Linked DNA regions of Mus musculus: all the other regions are linked to region 1. A link is a contact called in public Hi-C, HiChIP or PLAC-seq and promoter capture Hi-C data. All regions are on one chromosome and are shown on one strand. Each heading gives the region's core, a stretch centred on a gene start, on an enhancer-like site or on the middle of the called end of the contact. The rest is flanking DNA. Distances are from core to core; before and after follow the strand shown.

Evidence for each region. Promoter capture Hi-C pulls out the DNA fragments that hold promoters and counts their contacts. Hi-C and Micro-C count contacts between places; a contact is called where the count stands out from the background. HiChIP or PLAC-seq counts read pairs in DNA pulled down with a chosen protein or histone mark.
Region 2: a contact with region 1 is called in an H3K27ac HiChIP or PLAC-seq map of embryonic stem cells, with 6 times the contacts expected there. The contact joins the enhancer-like site here to the promoter of 4932412D23Rik in region 1. A contact is called at or near these places in 5 of 39 promoter capture datasets (the 3T3-L1 cell line, the C10 cell line, cranial neural crest and 2 more) and 2 of 115 datasets of contacts at active chromatin or transcription factors (embryonic forebrain and embryonic stem cells).
Region 3: a contact with region 1 is called in a promoter capture Hi-C map of liver, with 4 times the contacts expected there. The contact joins the enhancer-like site here to the promoter of 4932412D23Rik in region 1. A contact is called at or near these places in 14 of 39 promoter capture datasets (the 3T3-L1 cell line, 3T3-L1-derived adipocytes, the HPC-7 cell line and 8 more), 4 of 484 Hi-C or Micro-C datasets (embryonic stem cells, muscle stem cells and uterus) and 14 of 115 datasets of contacts at active chromatin or transcription factors (the NIH/3T3 cell line, Th17 cells, astrocytes and 10 more).
Region 4: a promoter capture Hi-C map of hippocampal neurons shows a contact between it and region 1, with 5 times the contacts expected there. The contact joins the enhancer-like site here to the promoter of 4932412D23Rik in region 1. A contact is called at or near these places in 5 of 39 promoter capture datasets (the 3T3-L1 cell line, embryonic stem cells, hippocampal neurons and 2 more), 1 of 484 Hi-C or Micro-C datasets (muscle stem cells) and 4 of 115 datasets of contacts at active chromatin or transcription factors (embryonic hindbrain, large pre-B cells, memory CD8 T cells and 1 more).
Region 5: a contact with region 1 is called in a Hi-C map of B cells, with 18 read pairs. The contact joins the promoter of Tigit here to the promoter of 4932412D23Rik in region 1. A contact is called at or near these places in 10 of 39 promoter capture datasets (the 3T3-L1 cell line, 3T3-L1-derived adipocytes, cranial neural crest and 7 more), 1 of 484 Hi-C or Micro-C datasets (B cells), 2 of 115 datasets of contacts at active chromatin or transcription factors (bone marrow-derived macrophages and memory CD8 T cells) and 1 of 9 other capture datasets (adipose tissue).
Region 6: a promoter capture Hi-C map of liver shows a contact between it and region 1, with 7 times the contacts expected there. The contact joins the enhancer-like site here to the promoter of 4932412D23Rik in region 1. A contact is called at or near these places in 6 of 39 promoter capture datasets (the 3T3-L1 cell line, cranial neural crest, frontonasal cranial neural crest and 2 more), 10 of 115 datasets of contacts at active chromatin or transcription factors (astrocytes, bone marrow-derived macrophages, embryonic basal ganglia and 7 more) and 2 of 9 other capture datasets (adipose tissue and embryonic stem cells).
Region 7: a contact with region 1 is called in an H3K27ac HiChIP or PLAC-seq map of neural progenitor cells, with 4 times the contacts expected there. The contact joins the enhancer-like site here to the promoter of 4932412D23Rik in region 1. A contact is called at or near these places in 13 of 39 promoter capture datasets (the 3T3-L1 cell line, 3T3-L1-derived adipocytes, the HPC-7 cell line and 9 more), 3 of 484 Hi-C or Micro-C datasets (bone marrow-derived macrophages and uterus), 14 of 115 datasets of contacts at active chromatin or transcription factors (the NIH/3T3 cell line, VIP interneurons, embryonic basal ganglia and 10 more) and 2 of 9 other capture datasets (adipose tissue and embryonic stem cells).

What each region holds. Positions count from the first base shown.
Region 1 is chr16:42,874,165-42,877,114 of GRCm38.p6, reverse strand. 4932412D23Rik (RIKEN cDNA 4932412D23 gene) reads left to right here and starts at 1,528. Exons shown (of 4, transcript NR_040521.1): 1 at 1,528-1,683. It also overlaps a transcript of Zbtb20 not described here.
Region 2 is chr16:43,859,458-43,862,407 of GRCm38.p6, reverse strand. It overlaps Qtrt2 (queuine tRNA-ribosyltransferase accessory subunit 2), which reads left to right. Exons shown (of 9, transcript NM_001356329.1): 9 at 1-1,001. Among named protein-coding and RNA genes, the nearest start is that of Gm25989, 26 kb to the left of the region's middle. Within about 2 kb of position 1,562, at least 3 of the 459 cell types and tissues checked have an H3K27ac peak or open chromatin away from gene starts, as enhancers often do. A contact at or near this core is called in embryonic stem cells, where this site is marked.
Region 3 is chr16:43,800,524-43,803,473 of GRCm38.p6, reverse strand. The region is part of intron 2 of Drd3 (dopamine receptor D3); the gene reads right to left. Among named protein-coding and RNA genes, the nearest start is that of Gm26074, 32 kb to the left of the region's middle. Within about 2 kb of position 1,528, at least 150 of the 459 cell types and tissues checked have an H3K27ac peak or open chromatin away from gene starts, as enhancers often do. A contact at or near this core is called in Th17 cells, astrocytes, embryonic forebrain and 7 more, where this site is marked.
Region 4 is chr16:43,708,543-43,711,492 of GRCm38.p6, reverse strand. No RefSeq gene overlaps it. Among named protein-coding and RNA genes, the nearest start is that of Tigit, 46 kb to the right of the region's middle. Within about 2 kb of position 1,527, at least 76 of the 459 cell types and tissues checked have an H3K27ac peak or open chromatin away from gene starts, as enhancers often do. A contact at or near this core is called in hippocampal neurons, memory CD8 T cells and pre-B cells, where this site is marked.
Region 5 is chr16:43,662,764-43,665,713 of GRCm38.p6, reverse strand. It overlaps Tigit (T cell immunoreceptor with Ig and ITIM domains), which reads left to right and starts at 1,530. Exons shown (of 4, transcript NM_001146325.1): 1 at 1,530-1,690. The coding sequence starts at 1,627.
Region 6 is chr16:43,609,113-43,612,062 of GRCm38.p6, reverse strand. Zbtb20 (zinc finger and BTB domain containing 20) reads right to left here. Exons shown (of 11, transcript NM_001285805.1): 10 at 1,132-2,736. Among named protein-coding and RNA genes, the nearest start is that of Mir568, 30 kb to the left of the region's middle. Within about 2 kb of position 1,447, at least 13 of the 459 cell types and tissues checked have an H3K27ac peak or open chromatin away from gene starts, as enhancers often do. A contact at or near this core is called in liver, where this site is marked.
Region 7 is chr16:43,590,722-43,593,671 of GRCm38.p6, reverse strand. The region is part of intron 9 of Zbtb20 (zinc finger and BTB domain containing 20); the gene reads right to left. Among named protein-coding and RNA genes, the nearest start is that of Mir568, 48 kb to the left of the region's middle. Within about 2 kb of position 1,466, at least 70 of the 459 cell types and tissues checked have an H3K27ac peak or open chromatin away from gene starts, as enhancers often do. A contact at or near this core is called in adipose tissue, forebrain, heart atrium and 2 more, where this site is marked.

The sequences.
Region 1 (2,950 bases), core at 279-2,778:
CAGAAAATACCAAAGTGAGAAAAGTCCACTTTAGTAACATTCTGGTGTGTGTGTGTGTGTGTGTGTGTGTGTGTGTGTGTGTTTAAAAAATAGTAAATTTCACTGTCTAAAAAGGTAACATGTTCAACTTAAATCTGGGCCAATGATTCTGAGGACTATACCATCAGGTGCAGGCTTCCAAATGTTTTCCCATGCCATTCAGATTTCTGCTGGAGAACTGTCTTGCTTCTTCAGACCTGATTTGACCCGGTTCGGAGTAAGAGATCATCAGATTACCGAGCTAGGTAGCGTAGCTGTACGCCATATTGTGTTTTTCGCTAATGTTTATAGTCTGTGTGTGTGCCTAGCATATGCTTGTGCAAGTGTGTTTATCAATACAACTTTTACGAAATCCCTGCCTCCTGCCTCTTCTGCATCCTTAGGAAGGGGAGGGGCTGAAGGGGGACACTGAGAGCCCCCCACACAGGGAAAAGCATTAAAACAATTAGAGGACCACATTTGAATGAACTTCAAAACCATACTCCTGTATTTGGGGATGGGGTAGGTTTTGTTATTTTGTTTTGTTTTGTTTTATGTCTCAAGGTATGAGAGAGCGTTAACTTTTTTTTTTTTTTTTAATGTTTCGGAAGGGGCCCAAAGGCTAAAGAGAGGAGGACAGGGTTCAATCCTTGCCAAGCCCCCCTGTCTACGGGTGAGAGCAAGGCAGGCTGGGCTACGCGCCCAAGCCCGGGTTCTCCGAAGCCAGTTCTCTGCGCGGGAGGAAAGCGACTGGGAGGGCGGAGGGAGGGAGAGGAGAGGGGCGGGAGCCGGCGCCGCCAACAGCTCCGGAGCCCCGGCCGGTGCCCCTCAGCTCCTCTTCTGGGAAGCCGCGACTCCAGAAGCGGGGAGGAGAGACTAGACGCAGTGGCAACGACCGGACGCCCCGCCCGGGCCAGCGGCGGACCCTCCCCGCAGGGTCGCGCGAGGCCGCCGGGCGGGCGCGAGGAGGGGCGGCGGGAGGGCGCGCGGGGCGGGGCGGGGCAGAAGCCCCGGGCTGCGGCTCGGAACTCGCGCCACGGCCCCACCCCGCCCCCTCCTCGGCGGCCCGTCACCCCCGACTCCCCGCGACTCGTAGACGCCCGGCCGCGCTCCGCACGCACACACCCCTCCCTCCCGCCCGCCCCACAACAAATTAGAGTTTTTGGCGTTACCTCCTCGCGCTCTTTAATCTTCTTTCCTCAACTCCTAAACTTCCCCCCGCCCCTACTTCTTCGGCAGAAGGCCCACATTGGGCGCCCGAAGCCGCGAACCTCTACCTTGTCCTACTATTGGGCGGCTCGCATGCCACTCGCTGCTTCAGCTGACCAATAGCGTTTGGACAGCCCTCGTGAGGTTGCCGCCCATAAACAAAATGCACTCTTCCTCCTCCCCTCCGCGGCTCCTCCCCTAACTGCCCCTTCTCTCATCTCTGTCATCTTTGATTGGCCTAGGAGACACCCAATCCGCTATCTCAAGCATCAACTGGTGAGCGGAAACTTCACTCAGAGCAGTTTTAACAGTCTATTGGTCAATGTTCTCAACTCTTCCCGCCCACCAGCGCCCTGTGTAGAGAGGCCAGCTGTCTCTGGTTATTCAGTGATCCAAGAGCTGGGAAACTATTGGTCGACAGAGGCCGTCAGACCGGACTGTAGTGATCGGTGATTGGTCAGTATAGGCACGATCAAGTTTGGTTGTTTACTCCTCCACTTCCCCACCCTCCTTTTCATCCACGTCCCCGCCCCCTCCTGACTGCTTTTACTTTCTACGCATTTCTATTTCCTCCTTTATTTATTTATTTGTGATAAACTTAAATGACCCGAGGATAGAGGCGGGACTCCAAGAGGGGCTAGAGGATGACGGGCGGCGGCCCGGGGCCAATTGTCGCGGGGACTGCGGGGTGAGGGGCAGCGGCGGCGGCCAGTGAGAAGCAGGTGTCTGCCGCGCGCCGCCTATGGAGCCGGGATGCCCCAGCGGAGGCGGCGGTTACCCGCTGTCTGGCTCGCCCAGAGGGGGAGGGGAGGGAAGGGGTTCAGTGCAGGGAGGAGGGGTGTCGTGGTCACGGGCAGTGGATGTCCTAGCGAGCAGGATCCTGGCGGTGGGAGGGACCGCTGGGCGGGAGGCGACCTGAGGCCCAGGGAGACAGAGAGGCGGGAGCAGTTTTAGGACTCCCAGGGAATGTGTTTCTACAGAAAAATACCGTGTAAAACCGTCTGCAGAGAGCCGCCCTTAATATCAATGAGGATTTATTATCCTACCGGAAAAAGCAGATTATGTTTCTTATTACTAAACGCCTGAAGTACTGACGACCCAACTGAAGCCCACAAAATTCAATATCCTGGGAGCTAGAAGGAATAAAGCAACACGGAAAATTAAATGCAGTTCAGATGCTTCAATAAAACCTTCATCTTCATCCATTTGTCACTCAGCATAGTACTCCCCAGAGCCAAATTCTAACAAATACTGGTCAGGCAAGGGCGGGGTGGAGGAGGAAGGGGGTGAGGCCTGAGGCCAGCAGGAAGCCAAGGATAGATTCCTGAAAAGAATTCCTTAAAAGGACTAAGATGGAAAAAAGAATGGCTTTTCACTCTACAAAGAAAAAGAATTCCTGCCAAAATAAGAACTAATACTTTTTAAGGAGCTTAATTTGTCACGAAAGGGATTTGTCAGAAACACCAACCATACAAAGAAACTGTATTTGTAGTATTGGTTATTAATACAGAAAATAATCTTATAGATTATAGACTTGAAAAATAGATTCTGGTAGACTTGAAGTAAGTTTAAGCCTGGATTTCACGTAGGTTTCCTTGACACACACTAAATACTTTGAACACCAAATGTTTGCTTTGACTAAGTAGAAGTCTGGCAGACCATAAGCAAAACAAAATTAGCCCTGACTTAAAAAAAAAAAATAGCACAAGGCCTTGACTTCATT
Region 2 (2,950 bases), core at 313-2,812, 990 kb before region 1:
TGACTGGCTCTGTCACTTGGAGGAGATTCCTTTGCTGTGTGTTGATGTGGCCCCAATCCTGGCCTGACAGCAGATCGGTTTCCATTCCACACAGCTGTAAGCTCAGGCAAATGCTGACTTTTCTGTGTCCGTCCCCTCGTGAGTAAACAGGGACAGGCATCGCAGGTGGAGGCAGAATGTTCAGAAGCTGCGTCATACTCTCCATCCTTATTTACTAAGCTCTGTCGGCCTCACCCCTTCCCCACGTTCTTTCTTTTTTTGTTTTTGTTTGTCTGTCTGTTTTGTTTGTATCCAGCCATAAGATTGTCCTGTGGATTTTGAAGTGGTTGGTGAATTGGCATTCTTCTGACCCTGAGGCTGGTTGTCCCTCCGGGGTTCTCTGTAATTCTGTATTTTTGTGGTGGCATGACAGGGCTTTTTTTTTGTATGTATCTTTTCTATATTTATCAATTTTTTTAAGGAGTACACAAAACATATATGTATATACATGTAGTTTTTATAAAAATAATACAATTTAAAAGATTCATTTTTGTAGGTGTAAGAAATGCATTTCTTATATTTGTTTGGTTTCCAATTTATAGTGGCCATTACTGAACATTGTATGTAGGAATTATGTAATTACTGTACTTTTATGTGCTGGAAATCCAACGTTGTTTTTCCTTTTTGTGGTATGACTTGTTGATGAATGCAAGGGATTCATAGAATGCAGACGCAGAGACAGAGTTTCTGTTCTCAGTGATCTGTGTTGAATGGATTTTGTACTTGTTTATATGTTTTATCCTTGGCCAAGACCAAACCCATTATTGAAGGATTATTAGTAAATATCTAAGAATCCATATAAATTTATGAGTTTTATTTATGTCCAAAACACTGAAAATTCTGTTAAACATTGTTCAGTTCCCTGGGTCTTTTTCTTATTAGCACATTTGAAAAAATTGTTTTCTTTTATGTTGTAAATGTATGAAGGGCAACAGCCAATAAACATTTTTAATTAAAAAAAACCCCGCTGTGCATTGTTTTTTGTAAATGGTAGTCTATCTACTAAAGTATTAAATTTCCATGGCACAGAGACTATCCTAAAGATTTCTTATGGGAAAAGCTTGCTTCAGATTTTATCATTTGTGTTTATAATTCTTATGTTTAAAATCTTTATATAATATAAAGAATTTTAATGTTAAGTTTGAAGGAATGTTGTCACTCAATATACATTACCTGCCTCTCTACATTATATATAGTGGATAAAAAGCTATGTTAGTGTATAGTAAAAGTAACTTCACAATCTCTGGAGTAGTTTTTGGGTCCTTTTCCTTCCCCCTCCCCCCTCCTCCTTTCCCTTTCCCCCTTCCTTCTTTGAGACAGGGTTTCTCTGTGTAGCCCTGGCTGTCCTGGAACTCACTCTGTAGATCATTTCTCAAACTCAGAGCTCTGCCTGTCTCTGTCTCCCAAGTGCTGGCATTAAAGGCATGGGCCGCTGCTGCTTGGAGTTCCCTCCTTCCGCTGTGTGTGTTCTAAGAATCAAGCTCAGGTTGTCCGCTTTGGCAAGTGCCTTTACTTGCTGAGTCACCTCAGTGCCCCCCTTTGGAGCACTGTGCCAGACAACTTAGCAAATGCGCCTGTAGCTCACTGTTATCCCCGTGAACTGAAGCTTGGTAAACAATCACTTCAGCCTGCCTGAAGGTCAAAATTATGTCACTTCTCAGCTTCCAAGTTAAATTCTAGCTTCCCATAGGTAAAGGACAACTGTCCACCACTGTAGCAAATTCTTATGAGTACACAGGCGTGGTGGCACCTGCCTGGAATTCTAGCACTTGAGATGGGAATAGAAAGATTATGATTTCAGGACCAGCCTGGGCCTCATAGCAAGACCCTGTCTCAAAGCTGTCTCCCTCCTCATCCTGCCTCCATGCTGTTTTGACTTGCTTCTGATTTGAAGGTACTGAGACAGTCACGACTGAATCGATGGGACTATTCCAGTGGGAAGAGTTATCCTGACAGATGTGTCCACGGTACCATGCTAGTGCCTATATGTGTTCAAAATGAACTGTCAATCAGTATCCCCAGCTAGCTACATACACCCTGAAGATGGCTGCAAGGTTTGAGTCTGATTATCTCAAATGAATGCAGTGGTCAGTAGTAGACTGGGGGTTCTTATATATTGGGGATAGAGATACTTCGTTATTCTCTGGAGCAAAGTAAGGAGAAAACTTTTTTTTTAAGCCAATACTATAATTAAAGGCATTTAATACAAAGTTCAAACAAAGATCATCAAAGGGACTACACTAGAATGGAAAGTGACTATCTTATCAGGAATTATTTTCCTATGGAGGCAGCATGAGGCTAACTGAGCAATGGAGTTAAATCACTATCCTGTGCCTCCCTGATTAGAAGCAGGCGCTCTCCACAGTTTGATTAGTCCTGCTTGTCACTGTGGGCTTTCTGCTTATTAAAACTGGCAGTGCCATGTGTGTGTGTGTGTGTGTGTGTGTGTAGGTCAGGGAGCCTAGAAGGTCACATTTAACACATGGATTATGTGTTAAATGTTATGTTATGTGTTAAGATTATGCTTGATTTGTTTGGTAGAATTGGTGTTCATTTGATTTAGTTATTTGTATTTGTGTGTGTATACACACACACACACACACACACACACACACACACACGGCTCCACACAGCATGAGTGTGCAGGTCAGAGGACAACTTGTGGGACTTGGCTTTCCTTCCACCACATGGGTTCCAGGGCTCAAACCCAGGTCATCAGGCTCGGTAGCCCCTGAGCCACCTCGCCAACCCTGCGGCTGATTTGCAATATTGAATTTGAACATTTGAATCGCTTTGGCTTCACTCCTCCATTTCATACTTAATGTCTCTCTTCTTCATGAGGTTACAATTTAGAAGACAAATCCCAAATTACAGGGTGCAAAGACAACTGAAGCGAGTTTAATACAAGCAA
Region 3 (2,950 bases), core at 279-2,778, 930 kb before region 1:
TGGCAACCACGTTCTTTGGCTTGGGCTTGCTGTAGGCAAAGTCCTCCTTGTTTTTCATACTAGCTTTTTTATATATAAAATGTTATTATAAAAACTGAAAATAAACAAAAACATCACACACCAAAATGTGTGGGCAAAAAAAAATTAACGGGTAAAAGAATCCAGACATGCTAAATATTCAGTGATGTGCTAACAATTCTCTCTCTTTTCCTCTCTCTTTCTTTTCCTCTTTCTTTCTTTTCCTCTCTTGCTCTCTCTGTCTCTCTCTGTCTCTCTCTGTCTCTCTGTCTCTGTCTCTCTGTCTCTCTGTCTCTCTCTCTCTCTCTCTCTCTCTCTCTCACACACACACACACACAAAGCCCCAATTTGTAACATGCATCAATTTTTGTTGCGCAAATACTCCCACCACTGCTCATGTCAAGCCACCACCAAAGGCTTGATTACCAACTTGAAACATTCCTGGAATATTGCTCTCACCAGCATGGTTCTAGCACACTAGTGGGAATGGCATGCTGTCTTAAACACACTTTAATGCTCATCAGCTCTTTGGAGGCTCCATCACTTCTATGAGCAAGAGACTATACTGAACGTAGCTCTTTTTATGAGAGGAGCCAGAACTTCAGGGAAGGCAGGATAGATCTAAAGTTTCAGACTGGAGTTGTCCTTGCAGAGCCAGGTCTCCCATCTCTAGGACCAGTGCCTTTGACAAGGACCCCATTCCCTGTCCAAGGCACATGTAGCTGTCTTAGCCCTGCAGGGAAACATGGGTTTGCTGGCATCCCACTTGTTTGTACTCGGGAGACCAGTGTGAATGCTCAGAACTGAACCTCCCCAAGTATCTTGACTCTGCTAATTGCCAGCGTGTTAGGGTGTGGGGAACGTGGGGGTGGGAGTTGGAGAGTGTGGGGGTGTACTGTTAAAATGAACGTCCCCAAGTTATTTCCCTAGTGGTTTCCATGAGGTACTTCTAAAGTAAAACCCAGAGACGTGTATTTTTAACATCTAATGTATCTTATTAGACAAGTCTGAGAGAGTCTGCATTAGGGAGAATTTCTGTCAAACCTTCTTGCTCACTTGGGGTAAGAGATGAGAGACAAGACTACAGTCTTTTATTGTCACAGTATGTTTTTTTTCCCCCCTTCTTCTTCTTAAATGATTAAGCCGTTAGAATAAATGAGGCCCCCTCCAGCATGTCATAGGTGGGTGGCTAAGACCTCGAGGCTGTTCCAAAATCCACCATTGGAGGGCACCAAAATGCAGCAAGAACTTCGCCAGCTCTGCCGGGGTGAGAAGTTCACGACTCACCTGGGGGCTCTCCAGGCTCTGTGGGGAGGCAGAGCCGGAAAACCTCCCCACTTAGTTCCTGGAGCCCTGCGAGGACCCCGCATTCTCACCCTGCGAGACTTGTTTAGCCTCTGGTTTCCTCTCTGAGCGATTTGCTCAAGGCCAACCGCGGAGGCGCTGGGTCAGGCTTGGCTTGGCGCGGCTTGGCTGGAGAAGGAACCCTGGCTAGGGCCACCTCCCTTGGAGGTGTTCCCAGTCCCACTCCCTTCTTTGTGTTGCAGCATCTAGTTCTTTCGGCCCTCTCTCCTGTAGAGTACTCAGCCGACCCGAGTGCAGTCAATGTTCGCTCTGGTAAAGCCCTAGGGCTGAAATCCAGCTTTGCAGCTAGCTTGTCAGACAGTGAGGCCCGCGGCTGGAGTTTTCTGACTCAAATTTTCTGTCTAACAGAACTGTTCACAGCTATTGAATGAGATTACATTTGTGAAGTTTTTTGTTTGTTTGTTTGTTTTTTAATACAACTTAAAATCCAAAAGGCAGTTCTTACTGTATCGCCATCATTATTGGGCTAGCCTAAGAGATTCATGATTGTTCTGTGTGACTTTAGGTTTTATGATTGTGATTTTTTCCCCCTCCTGGTTGTCAGGCAGTGCACATTAAATTTATTTATCAGACAAGTGTCGAGAACTTTCTTGTGTGAGCCACTGTTGAAGGGCTGGGGTAGTTGTTGATGTTAAACGGGCACAAGGAACCAAACAGCCTAGAGTCGCTTTGCTGTAAGGCTTAGATACTGAACTTGGCAGTGTGACTTAACAGCTAGGGGCCCCAGGGTGAGGCTCCAGGGCAGTTTATTGTAGGAGATATTGGCTGCACAAGCTGGCTTGGTGGCACATGCCTACAAGGTCAGCATTCAGGGGGTGAAGGTGGAGGCAGGAGGATCACAGACTTGTGTTGGTGGCTTGAGCTAACATAACCCTGGAGCTGTCTCTCCATGGAAGAATGCAAAGGTTAGCACATTCTAAGTGGTAGGTTCCATCCCCAGCCCTGGGGAAATAAAAAGATGGGCAGTGACTTTTGGTTCCATTCATCTATTACCTAATAGCTTTGTGATTCTAGTCACCCCACCCGTGTGTGTGTGTGTGTGTGTACATACGCATACGCCCACTGACATGTGCACATGTAATGGGACAATGTACCTACTTTGCTGGACTGTTTATAAATGATAGCTATATTTGTTTTTGTTGCCTGTGCATTCACACAAATTAGGATAACAGGAAATTATACTTCTAGTGGTGCGCTGCAGGCGTGACCTTCACAGGTGACCTTCCCTAACTTTTGTCAAGAATGGGGGACTGTCTAAATCTCTGGAAGATCAGGGTCTAGCTTGGGACTTGTGACGAGGGACAGCAGGACCTTCAGCACACATGGAGCGCCCTCTGATTCTCGGTCGACGTGGCCGATCGCTCATTAAGGTCTTAATATCATGACTGTCCAGCTGAAGCTATCATTAACCTCAAGTGGGGGGTTCTCGCCGTGACTGCTGGGGGAAAGACGAGCCCGGTCTGAGTGGGAGGGCCTGACTCTAACTCCCTGCCTGGGTTTAATGAGCCCAGAGCTCTGAAGGCAGCTTTTCACCACCTTTTATTTGGTCAGACAGGGGGCTCAATAA
Region 4 (2,950 bases), core at 278-2,777, 830 kb before region 1:
AGACAGCAGCTTCATCCTGTGCTAGCTATGGGAAGAGTAGGTCAGTCAGGGGGTGGTGGTAGTGCACGCTTTTAACTCCAGCACTTGGGAGGCAGAGGCAGGCGGATTTCTGAGTTCGAGGCCAGCCATGGCTACACAGAGAAACCCTGTCTCAAAAAAAAAAAAAAAAAAAACAAACAAACAAACAAACGAAACAAAACAAAACAAAACAAAAAAGAGTAGGTCTATGCATATCCCCTGCACATAGGCAGGGGAGACAGTCGTGCCCTGAAATCTATTACTCAACATCAGCCTCCCCTTTAGATGTGGCCACCACTACTCTCATTTATTAGTCGCTATTACTCTACGGCGATTCTGCCAAGATGACGTGGGGTGGGATGGATTTGGAATGGAACTGTTAAGCTGTGGGCGCCTGCATAACCGGGCGCAGAGTCAACAGGCAATTCTCTGTCTCCCACCTGAGCTCCATTTCAGAGGTGGGGCTACCCGGGATGATCTACCCCACCCACCTTCTTCCGCAGTTCCTTGAGACACTCTCATCTTTTGCACACAGCCGCAAGGAGTCCCGTTCATTATCAGAGTCAGCCGTTGCCCATTATAGGCGGAGTGCTCCCTGTCTCAGTTAGGAAATACCGAATGGTGCTGAGAGAAACTGGAGTGTGATCCCAGGAGCAACAGCAACAGGAAGTCACGTGTTTGGACAATATCCACCCCATCCTTCCCCGCCAAACCAGTGAACCGAAAGGGTGGAGCCCAGCTCGACTTTCTGTCACAAAGGCAAGCATGGATGCAGATAATAACTTATTTTCATTTGTAATCACTTTTTTTTTTGGTTTCCAACTGGCAAGCTACAATGGGCTCGAGGGGCAGGTCTTCTCGGGAATGGTGGGGAAAGGGAGAGAAGGTATCAGCAGGCAAAGGGAATGGCAGCTCAGGTGGGGCACAAATAATTGATTTTTTTTTTTGAATAAAGATTTCAAATTCTGTTCTTCGTTGCCAAGGTGGAGTCAGTTGCCCCAGTAGCTTCTCTCTGGCCCCATCTTAGGAGGAACTGTACAAAGTCAAATCACCCGTTTCATCTAGACCAAAAGCATAAAGAGAGATGACAGTCAATCAGGATTCTGCTTGATTAACATCTCGGGAGTTAACTAGAGTCTTCAGAGATGCAAATAAATAGCTCAGGGACTGGGCTCTGCTCGCAAGCCTGACCTTGTCACCGTTCAGGCATGGAAGGTGAAGGGAGGATTTTAAGTGTCTTATTCCTGTGTGATTACAATTGTACCCTTCACAGGACATGACAGTGCTTTTTTGGCATTCGATTATATTTTGCTGTATATGTGCACGCATACACACACACACACACACACACGAACAGAGCTAGAATTGAAATCATCTCAAGTGAGAATTCTTGTGATGCATTTAAGGGGCCTGCGTTTGACAGGTTGCTACCTAGTTATGGACTAAAATCTCACCAGGCACCCCATAGCTTATCGCCTGTCATTTCAAAACAAAGACATCCTGTTTCCCCTTTCTGTGTCACATCTCATCGACTCATTCTCCGCAGACTCTTACTTTCATTATAAGCTCCGTGCACCTCCCTGACTTTCATCAGATGAGAACTTGAAAAAAAAAAAAAAGAAAAAAAAAAAAGGAAAAAAAAAATCCATGTTTTGACTTGGGCTCTAGGTGTTATTCTCTCAGTCCAGCTTGAAAGAAAAAAAAATCCCATCCCACGAGGGGCAGGCCTGCCTCTCTGCCACCACTTGGGTCTCTGAAGTGTGTGAAGAAGAGAGGAAGAGACAATTAACACTCAGCACCAATCTGCATTTTCTTTTTAGCTGCCATTTACACGCTGTTCAGGTTTTGAAAACCAGCATTTCATGCTACTCCCTAGAGAGCCAGCCCCAGCTTCAGCAGGATCCATCTGCACAGCAGTCACATTGCCGAAATCTTCAGCCAACCCAGAACTCATTTATTTATTTTTTGAAAAAAAAATGAGAGAGAGAGAGAGAGAGAGAGAGAGAGAGAGAGAGAGAGAGAGAGAGAGAGAGCAAGTGAGCTAGCAAGCTGGGTGAAAAGAATAGATGAGAATCTAGTAATATTTAACGCACATGCTTGACCAGTCTCTACGCTGGGCCAGGCAGGGGTGAGTCGGTAGACCTTTTTCTTTGATCATCTTCTAGATTAGTATGAGCAGCGAGCAAATGAACAGGAGCCTTGTGACAATAAGGGATGACAGGCGACGAGGTTGGAGGCAGGAAGGACACACTCGATAAGTTTCGAAGCTGCCTGCGTGTCAGTGCGCTCTTGCTGATGGGGACCAGCACAGAGAAAAAGCCAGACTGGGGCGGCGCTACTGGTGTGAGAATTATGAGGAGCATGTGGAAGCGGGAATGTGGACCACCAGCTTATCAGGACGGGCGAGCTTGCTCTATTTCCCACAGCCCCACCCACCAAAGGTTGAGCACCAAAGCAAAATAGCTTTCATAAGCGTTGTTCTCGTATCATTATTATCTTTCATCACTGAATCCACCACCCCTGGAGGTCACCTAGTCAACGGGCACAGCTGGCTTTTAAAGGGGGCTGAGTCACTTGGTGATTGGCGAAATAGAGACAGGGCAGTCATATTTTACCCGCTTGAAGGCATCAGTTGATCTCTCTGGGGGTCAGAAAGAAGTGTTTTTCTCATTTAAAAAAAAAAAGTCTTGGCAGGATAGACTAGGTAAATGAAGAAAAAAAGAAGAATGTACGGTTAGCTTTTTGATTTTTCATGAGAACACAGCCTCGTGCTATTTCAATAGACTAAAGAGCAGTCAGCTCCGCCCAGCTCTGCCCCCGAAGCAACGCGTTTATGGCTGTGCCATGGAAGTGTTTGTTCATTGAGCAGTGTGTTTCAGCCCTCTGCATGGACAGAGATTTATCAGTGATGCATAAATAGGAACAAGTATGC
Region 5 (2,950 bases), core at 281-2,780, 790 kb before region 1:
TTCCACTATGTGGGCACCAGTGATCCAGCTCAAGTTGTCATGCTTGGTGATGCCCACCCTTAACTGCTGAAGCATCTCTCTGGGCAAGAAGTCTTTAACTTTTCCCTTCTAAAACCAACTCTTAAGTTTTTTGCATTTTCCAAAATGGGACAAATCTACTTTCTTTTGTTTCTACACACATGATACAAAAGCAGACTGTTAATTTTGTAGCCTTTTTCTGGGTTGTGTTCTTCCCACCAGCCCTTGCCCCTGTGGTTTTTCTGTCCAGGTAACCAAGTTTGGCAACTCTCATCATGTCTAGCCCCAGCATTTTACCCTGAATACATATTGGATCTTACTGTTTCTTTGGCTAAAAGGCATTCAGATGTTAAAAAAGTGGTGGAGAGGCTGGCTTTGGTGGTGGTGCATGCCTTAAATCCCATCACTCAGGAGAGAGAGGCGGGCAAGAAGATCTCTGAGTTTTTAAGCCAACCTTGTCTACAGAGTGAGTTCCAGCTCAGTCAAGGCTTCCCAGAGAAGCCCTGCCTCAAAAACAAAACAACAACAACAAAAGTGGTGGAGATGTATTTTTTATGTAAGCCTTGAAGGCTGTGGAGAAGCTGGTAAGTCAAACACTGTCTACAGGTCTAGAGGAGGGGCCTAGGGTGCATGAGTCACTGTGTAGATTTGTGAATGAACAGAACCCAGGATGGGGAGGAAGCTGATCAGAGACAGAGGGACCCTGCATACAGAAGAGAGGGACAGAGGCCTGGCTGTTGAGAATCATTTGTGCACTGGTGGGATGGGCAGGGCATGAGGCTTTGGATGTCCCCTGGTGAGAATAGAGATCTTCAGGCTGTACATCATGGGGCATGGCCAATACAGCTCTGCCAAGAGCCCAGGCGATAGCTGACGGTGTCCTCTCCATCTCCTCTCCCAGTGGCTTTACAGAGACGAACTTTGGTCAACTCTTGAGCGCTGAGCAATTCTTTGCCGACCCTCGTCTCTTCAGAGCTTGTAGGACCTTTTAAATGAAGGAAAGGATGGAGGGAGAAGGGGAAGGAGAGAGAAAGAAAAGATGATGTCCTAGTTTGGTTTCTGTTGCCGCTGCCCTGACAAAAAGTAACTTAGAGGAGAGGGGGCTTATTTTAGCTCACAGGGCCAGGTTACAGTCTGTTACTGTGGCAGGAACTTGAAGCAGCAGGGCAGGGCAGGGCAGGGCAGGGCAGGGGAGGGGAGGGGACTGACTCATCAGAAATACTTCTTCAGAATCCTGTGCGTCACCTACCCTTGAATGCTTTAGATAAAAGTTGGTGTTTCAAAAAGTGCATCAAGAGAACTTAAAAACAACAGATCGGCTGGCTACCCAAGTAGTCAATATACGAGTTGCCCAAGACCCGTGTATCTCTAACCACATGTTTTATTTGTTTTTACAGTGTGTTTCCTTCATGGCCTTTCTTGTGGCTCACCCTATGTGGCTTTGTGTACTTGTTAAGAAAACATTACACGTTTGACACTGCTCTTACCTAAGTCAGTTTTTCCGAGACCCTCTTTTCACCAGCTTGGTTTCACCTTACAGCTGCAGTGAGCCAGTTTCAGTTGGAGGAGAGGCCACATCCACTTTGCTGTAGGCCTCTGGTTAGAAGCATGCATGGCTGGCTGCTCCTGGTCTGGGTCCAGGGGCTGATACAGGCTGCCTTCCTCGCTACAGGTAAGGCTTGCAGACCTAGCAGAGCAGAGACACCTAGCTTGGCACAGACACCAGGATGCTCAGGTAGAGAAAGCTCTAAGTATATGCCTAGGCCTGTATGTATGTCAGCTTCTGTGTATGTATGTGGTTCTGAGGCTCTGTGTGACCACATGGTAAGAGGCAATCGCTGAGAAAGGGATGCATACACGTTTGGGATTGCAGAGGAAGGACTTCATAGATCCTCTGGGTTAGGGACTCTGACTGGACAGCTGTTCAAGAGGGAAGCTGGGGAATAGACTAAGATTGGGAGCCAAGAAATCTCCTGGAAACCCATTTCTCTCCTGCTCCATTTTCTTTTCTGTTTCTGAGGAACTCCTAGAACAATGTTCCAGTTAGTTCTCTGTTGGTCAGAAATACCTGCTTCTCAGATTTTCATAGTCTACCACTAATATGAGAGACTAAATTCTGTTGTTTCTATTCTATTACAAATTGTAGATAAACATTTCTGAGGGAAGGAAACAAAATATTTAGAGACTATACTACAAATTAGTTTAAAGGCTGAACTTATAAGACTGAAGGTAGAGAGGAGCCAAGGTGGGGCAGGCTGGTAGGTAGCAAAGAAGTTGGCTTCATCTAGGAGAAGGCCTTTCTTCCCCTCTTACCTCTCCTCTACTGTCTTCCCTTCCTCTCCCCTCCCCTTCCTTCTTCTCCCTTCTTCCCCTCCCCTTCCCTCCCCTCCCCTCCCCTCTCCTCCCCTCCCCTCCCCTCCCCTCTCCTCCCCTCCCCTCCTATTTTCTATGTTTCCCTCCCCTTCTCTTCCCTTCCATTACTTCTCCTTTCCCTTCTTTCCCTCTTTCTCATTGTCCTCTCTTCCCCTTCCCTCTCTCTTTTGCTTTAGTTTGTTTCTTTGACAGATACATGGTCTTTCTATGTTTCCAAGGCTGGTCTGGAATGCACTATGATCCTCCTGCCTCATCCTCCCATGTACTTGGATTAAAAATATATGCTGCTACTTCTGGCTGAGAAGTAGATTCAAGTTTCCTTTCTCTGTGTTCTCTCTCTCTCTCTCTCTCTCTCTCTCTCTCTCTCTCTCTCTCTCATTTTCCTGACATCCCAAATGCCAATCAAATAGCCCAGTTCTATTTTCAAAACATAGGGCTAGACACAAGGCTAGACTGCTGGAACCTAGAGAGAAGTACAAGATATGTTGGTGTCGGGCTGATAGTCTAAGTGGGAAAGTTAAATAAGTTCATTGAAAGCAATCAGCCACCTAGCCAGGAA
Region 6 (2,950 bases), core at 198-2,697, 740 kb before region 1:
TTGCTACTGTTATGAATTGTAAATATCTGTGTTTTCTGATGGTCTTGGTCAACCTCTGCGAGAGGATCGTTCAACCCCAAATGGGGTCAGGATCCACAGGTTGAGGACCACTGTCTTATATGGAGGCATTTCTATTTGTGTCCCATCATGATGCTAAGGAAAGGGCAGCCTCTGAGGTTTGGAGCTCTTTATCTCTGGAGTGGTAGGATCCAGGGAACCACTATCTTTTCCAAGTCCTTGGGATAGTATCTTCATGAAACTATCCATTCTCTCTTTAAAGACCCCTAGTTACAGGAGCCCAGTTCCTTTGGAGAAGCAAACAGTTCAGAGTACCTTGGACTCTTCAACTTCTTTTATTTATTTGAAAGACTTCCCATAAAGCTTTCAGTGGCCCAATTTTTTAAAAATTAATTAATTAGTTAATTAATTAATTCATCTTTGGAACAGAATAAACTTACTTTCTTCTTTCAGCCATCTAAATACTGCTAATAATAGCTATAACTATTTACTATGCTAGCGACATCTTTAAGTCATATATGTTAATATAGTTCTCAGAGGCAGCACAAGGAAGGTATGTCACTACTATTCTCTATCTATCTATCTATCTATCTATCTATCTATCTATCTATCCATCCATCCATCCATCCATCTATAACCATCTATTTATCTATTATCTATCTATCCATCTATTTATTTATCTATTACCTATCTATCTATCTATCTATCCATCTGTTTATCTATCTCTCCCCTCCTCCCTCTGGAAGTCAAAGTTTAAAGTATTAGGTAATTTCTACCAAGGTGACACAGTTTGGTAGTAAGTAGCTGGGCCTGAATTCCAAAGAGCAATTTCTTCCTCCAAAGAGCAAGCTTTGGACCCACACTATGTCATCTCCAAAACTCAGGTACTTGAATTTAGGTCACTTTTCCCATAAAGGATTTTTGTGACTTGGGAGTACTTTATTCTTATGATAGGTACAGCTAGACTTCTTTCTAAAGGGGGCCCATGGTGGGGTTTCTTTGGGATCTGGAAGATGACATTATCCCTTCCCTTCTATGCATCATCTTGCTCTGTTGATTCCACAGTTGACCCTCCACACCCTGCTGCCAAGCCTTCAGAGAAGGGGCACTCACCTGTATGTACGAACATGTGCTTGACGTAGTTCTGTTTGGCTGTGAAAGTCTTGTTGCAGAGAGTGCACTCATAAGGCTTTTTGTCGCCTTGCCCACTGGCTGTGCTGTGGCCTGCAGATGAGGCCAGGGGCTGTGGCGCTGGCAGCTGTGCAGTAAAGGTGGACAGACCGGGCTGGGACACTGTCACAAACTGGGTCTGCTGGCCTGTCAGGGGCTGCGGCAGGCTGAAGAGAAAAGGCTTGGGGCCACTGCCCGCGGGTTGGGTAGTGAAGAGGGCTGGCAGATAGGTGTTGCCAGCGGTGCCAATGACCTGTGTGTTGCTGGTCAAGGTCAGAGGCATCCTCAGGTTGCTGGTGAGGGTTTCTGTCTGGCGTAAATAGAGCTGGGTACTTGGCAATGGCTGCCCGATGGATGTGTTGACTGAAGGCTGCTGTAGGACGCCCTTATCGGAGCTGTTACTGACAGTGATGACTGTGTTGTCCATCTCTGACTCGTTGCTTCTCTCAGGAGAGGAGGCACCTGGTTCTAGCTGGTTTGGCTGGGCACTGCTCTCAGCTGGGGCTTCTGCTGCCTGCTCAGGTTGGGCGGGTTCTGCCTGACCGTCCCTTGGGGCTGCTGCCCCAAACTGTTGCTCCACTGAGTCAGGTTCGGTGCCGATGGAGGAGCTGACCCCAGAATCAAAGCTTTCACCTTTGGGCTCGCTCTCAGTGCCCTCTGCTTGGTCAGTGTCTTCTGTGCACTCCTCGGATTCATTGCGTTCTAGGATCTGCACCCTTTGCTGCCCATAGTAGTCATAGTCATCTTCCATTTCCTGCTTGATGTGGATGTTACCCACCAGGGTCTGGATACGCACAGGCCGGGGCTGCTTCCGGCAGTGCGTGGTCTCAGGGGTGGTGGACAGGTAGCGCTCCATTTGCTGGGAGCGCTCATGAATGCGTGTGATCCAGCTAGGGTCTTCCATGTGGTGGTCACGGGGCAGGCCGAGAGCTGTTTCGTGGTGGCTGACCACTGCACCACTGTAGAAGGAGCGCTCGCCGCTGCCATTCTGCATGGAGCAGGCGTAGAGTGCGGAGTAGATTCGGTCCACACTATGCTGTGGGTGGCTCTGCAGGTAGCCTGATTCCGTGTCACTGCTCTGGCCAGATGTGCCTGACTCTGGTGTGCCTCTTGGTGTGTCCTGGCCAGAATCCTGGATGCCTGGGAACACATCGCCCACGTTCTGTGACACGATGCGAGTGCACTCATCTATGACTGTTTTGATCTGCAGGATGCTGGCGGCTGTGAGGATCTGCAGAGCTTCCGACTGTGAGACTCTCAGCACACCGCTGTACATGAAGTCAATGAGCTTTTGCACCGATTGTACGGACACCACCGACGGGATTTCGATGTCGCTGTAGCCCAGCAGCAGCTTGTCTTGGAAGAAGGGGCTGCCGGCTGCCAGCACGCAGCGATGTGCGCGCAGCATGCTCCCGTGGATGCGAACCGTCACGTCACAGAAGTGGCCACGGTTGCGCTGCTCGTTGAGGGTCTCGAGCACGGAATTGCTGAAGTTGTGAAGGTTGATGCTGTGAATGCGCTCGGTCATCCCCTTGCAACTGATGTCACCTGTAGTTTAGTGAGGCAAATACAAGACAGGGCACACAGTCATACATAGCTGATGGCATTTCTAACTCAGGTCTTAGAAGAGTAACGCTAGAACCACCCACCTGGCAGATGCACACACAAGCGGGGAGAAAGCTGGGGATACTGCACACACAGCCTAGGCAACTAATTTCTTGAGTGCCCCCCCCCCCCGGACTTAATATCCTAGTTACTTTGG
Region 7 (2,950 bases), core at 217-2,716, 720 kb before region 1:
TGTAACTGAAAGAACACAGGTTGCTAACTGGATCCCTGACACTGTCCCACACATTCCCCCAAAGGGGTAGGTGTTCTCTTTGGTTACTTCTCCATAACAGACACTGTACAGACACTGCTGAGAATAAGTGGAGCTCAGGGCTCATTTGCTCTGAGGTGAGCCTACCCGTTGTTCCAGGAGGTCCTTCTAGTCCCTGGTGGCCCACATCTGTTCTTCCTCTTGGGTTTTGTTTTTAATTTCCTTACTCTCTCATTAGTTAATAACCATGGCTCTGTCTTCACCATGAACTTATGGTTTATGAACTTACCTCACTTCTTTTAAACCACACTCATCTGTTTATTATTTCTGATCTCTGTTAAGTTATTCTCAACTTCCTGACTTCATCTGTCCTAAGAAATATTCTACTAGGCCCTTCTGCCACTGACGATTCAGTGGATGCCAAAGATGGCGAGCCACGTTTATATGAAAGGGAAAGAGACACCTAGTCTGGAAAGTGAGGTAGAAAATTATCAGGCTCCACTCTTGCCTGACCCAGGGAAACCAGTGCTTGGTAGTAGATGCTAGAAGCTATCTATCAATGGGTGCTGACAACAGCTCTTTATATTTATGTTAACAGTGTCGGGGATTGTTTAGAATATTTTCACTTGCTGGCCACTGGGTGTCCTCATTTACAAAGTAAATATGCAACATTTAGTGCAGGTCACCAGGGAGAATAAAAGCCACTAGTCTTCTCTTTGGCTTTTCACATACTGGGTCTAAATTTATTGCTAAACTCACAACCAGGTTGTATATTAGTAATGTTTAAAAGTTTTCAGGTCAAACTGTTAAAAGTTTTTAAACCAAAAACAAGTTATTCAGTGTCCAGACAGGAATTTAAAAGGCTGTTTCTTCACAGAAGGGACTGTGATGCAGCCATTAGAATGAGCCCTTATTCCTCTGAAAACTGGCATGAGACTGTGACTATCTGCAGAGATCCAGCATAGAGAAGCAGAGAAGATCTTAATTTATTCTCAAAAAGAGAGAGAGAAAATACCAAATATCTCTATGGGATATTTGTTAGATTCTTCTTCTTTTTTTTATCTTGACTTTTCTGAAAAGTAATTAAAAATAATAATGAGAAAGATAAAATATGTCCTTTGTCTGAGAAGCCCAAAATAATGTAAAAAATAGCACAACGTGCTGGGTCAGCATCATGACTATTAATCATTTCACATTTGAAGCCAGAGAACAGAGTCGGGCCTTTGTGGACCAGTTATTTCATCTATAAATGAAGATGTTTATGCTCCATGGGGTTGTCTTGGGAGAAGCCAAGCAGAGTCCTAAGGCACACTGGGCTCCTGGGATGAGAGACTGCATATGAGAGGGGCTGAGGACATTAATAACATTCTGTGGTTGCATCACAGCTGTGGATGACTTCGCTCTGATGGCAGATACGAATCAAGGCCAAAGCTTGTACAGCCAACAAATATTTCCTGGCTTGGTCATTCTAGGGCTCTGAGGTCGACATGCTCTTGCAACCACTTTCTATGCGTGCTGATCTGATTTTCTGCTTTTCCACAACTCTCCCTGTCTCCTCACTTTGCTTATAGTAATGAAGGAATTCTTTCCTTTTCACGCCAGAAAATATTTCTGCCCTACAATCCTGCTAACTCCTCAAAGTGGAGACAGAGCTACTATTAAGAGTAGAAGGGGACTTGCCTTCAAATGTCATACTTGGCTAATTAGCTAATCTTTCTCAAAAGTAAACTTCGCTGGGATAATTTTTTCACTAGTGTACATCTCTGCTTAATTATTATTCTTTGGCATGTCATTTTGGTATATAAATTATCAACATGATCCTGTGCCATAACTGGTAATTTATACAGATAATATCAGGGAAAGAGGAAGCTCTCTGAGCTATTCACTGCTTTTCAGAGATAGATGGTCTTGCCTTTGCTGGCTTTGCTTACCAGGGTTTTTGCTTGTAAAAGACCACCCACTCCTGCTGCCAGGACAGCAATCTATGGCTCTTAATCAATAGTTAAGTGCACAACAATGCACAATAGCTGGGTCACTCTCATCCTGTGACTGTACAAAAGCTTCACAATGCCTTTGCAGTAGATGGAGAAGTCTCCACTTTAGTTTAAAGATCTTTAAGTTCCTAGGATTGAGACTATTTTCCAAGTCTTTAATTAGTAGAGTCATGTTTGAACTACTGTAACCTCGAAGACACATATCTGCAGAGTCCTTCTGATCATATTTTACCCTAAGAGCTTTCCCACTTTGGCTTCCTTGGTTTGCTCCTCTAATTTCACTTTCAAAACTTCTTGAGGCTCAGTGGCTGAACACTACACAGCATGGGCCTTATCTGATGTGCCGGCGCCTGGTGTGGCCTAAGACACACTGGTGTTTTGTTCTTACAGTACGGAACTGATGTTCTGAAACCTAGACTCCAACACAAAGCAGATCATTAGCTCATTTAAGTGTCTCTTTCTTTCCTCCCAGCCTCCTCCTACCCACCCCAATACTTCCTTAGTCTTATGTACTGGCAGCAGATGGCAACCATATTCCAAAGCTGAGTATATACAAAATCATGCCATGGAGAACAGAGTGGCTTCAAAGTTAGCCTTTCTATTCAAGTGGGATGGCAGAGACTTCTGGAACAGGGGACTCATCTCTCGTTCACTTAATCCTCTATTCATTCAGCCAGGAATTTGTTTTCTTACACATCTTTCTACTGTCCAGCCAGTTGAAGGAGGGTGGGTGTGAAGCAACTCTCTTGAGGGCCCCTCCAGCAGGAGGGCCCTAAGATTCTATGCCAAGCTCTTATTTCCCTGGGCCAGCTCTGCCTGCTGCGGATCCAATCATGCCATTCCCAGGGGAGGAGCTCTGGAGCATTGTGTGTGGGGGCTGGATTTCTCAAGAACCATCTCCTTGCTATACTAACAGTCATATGCTGCCTTCGCCAGAC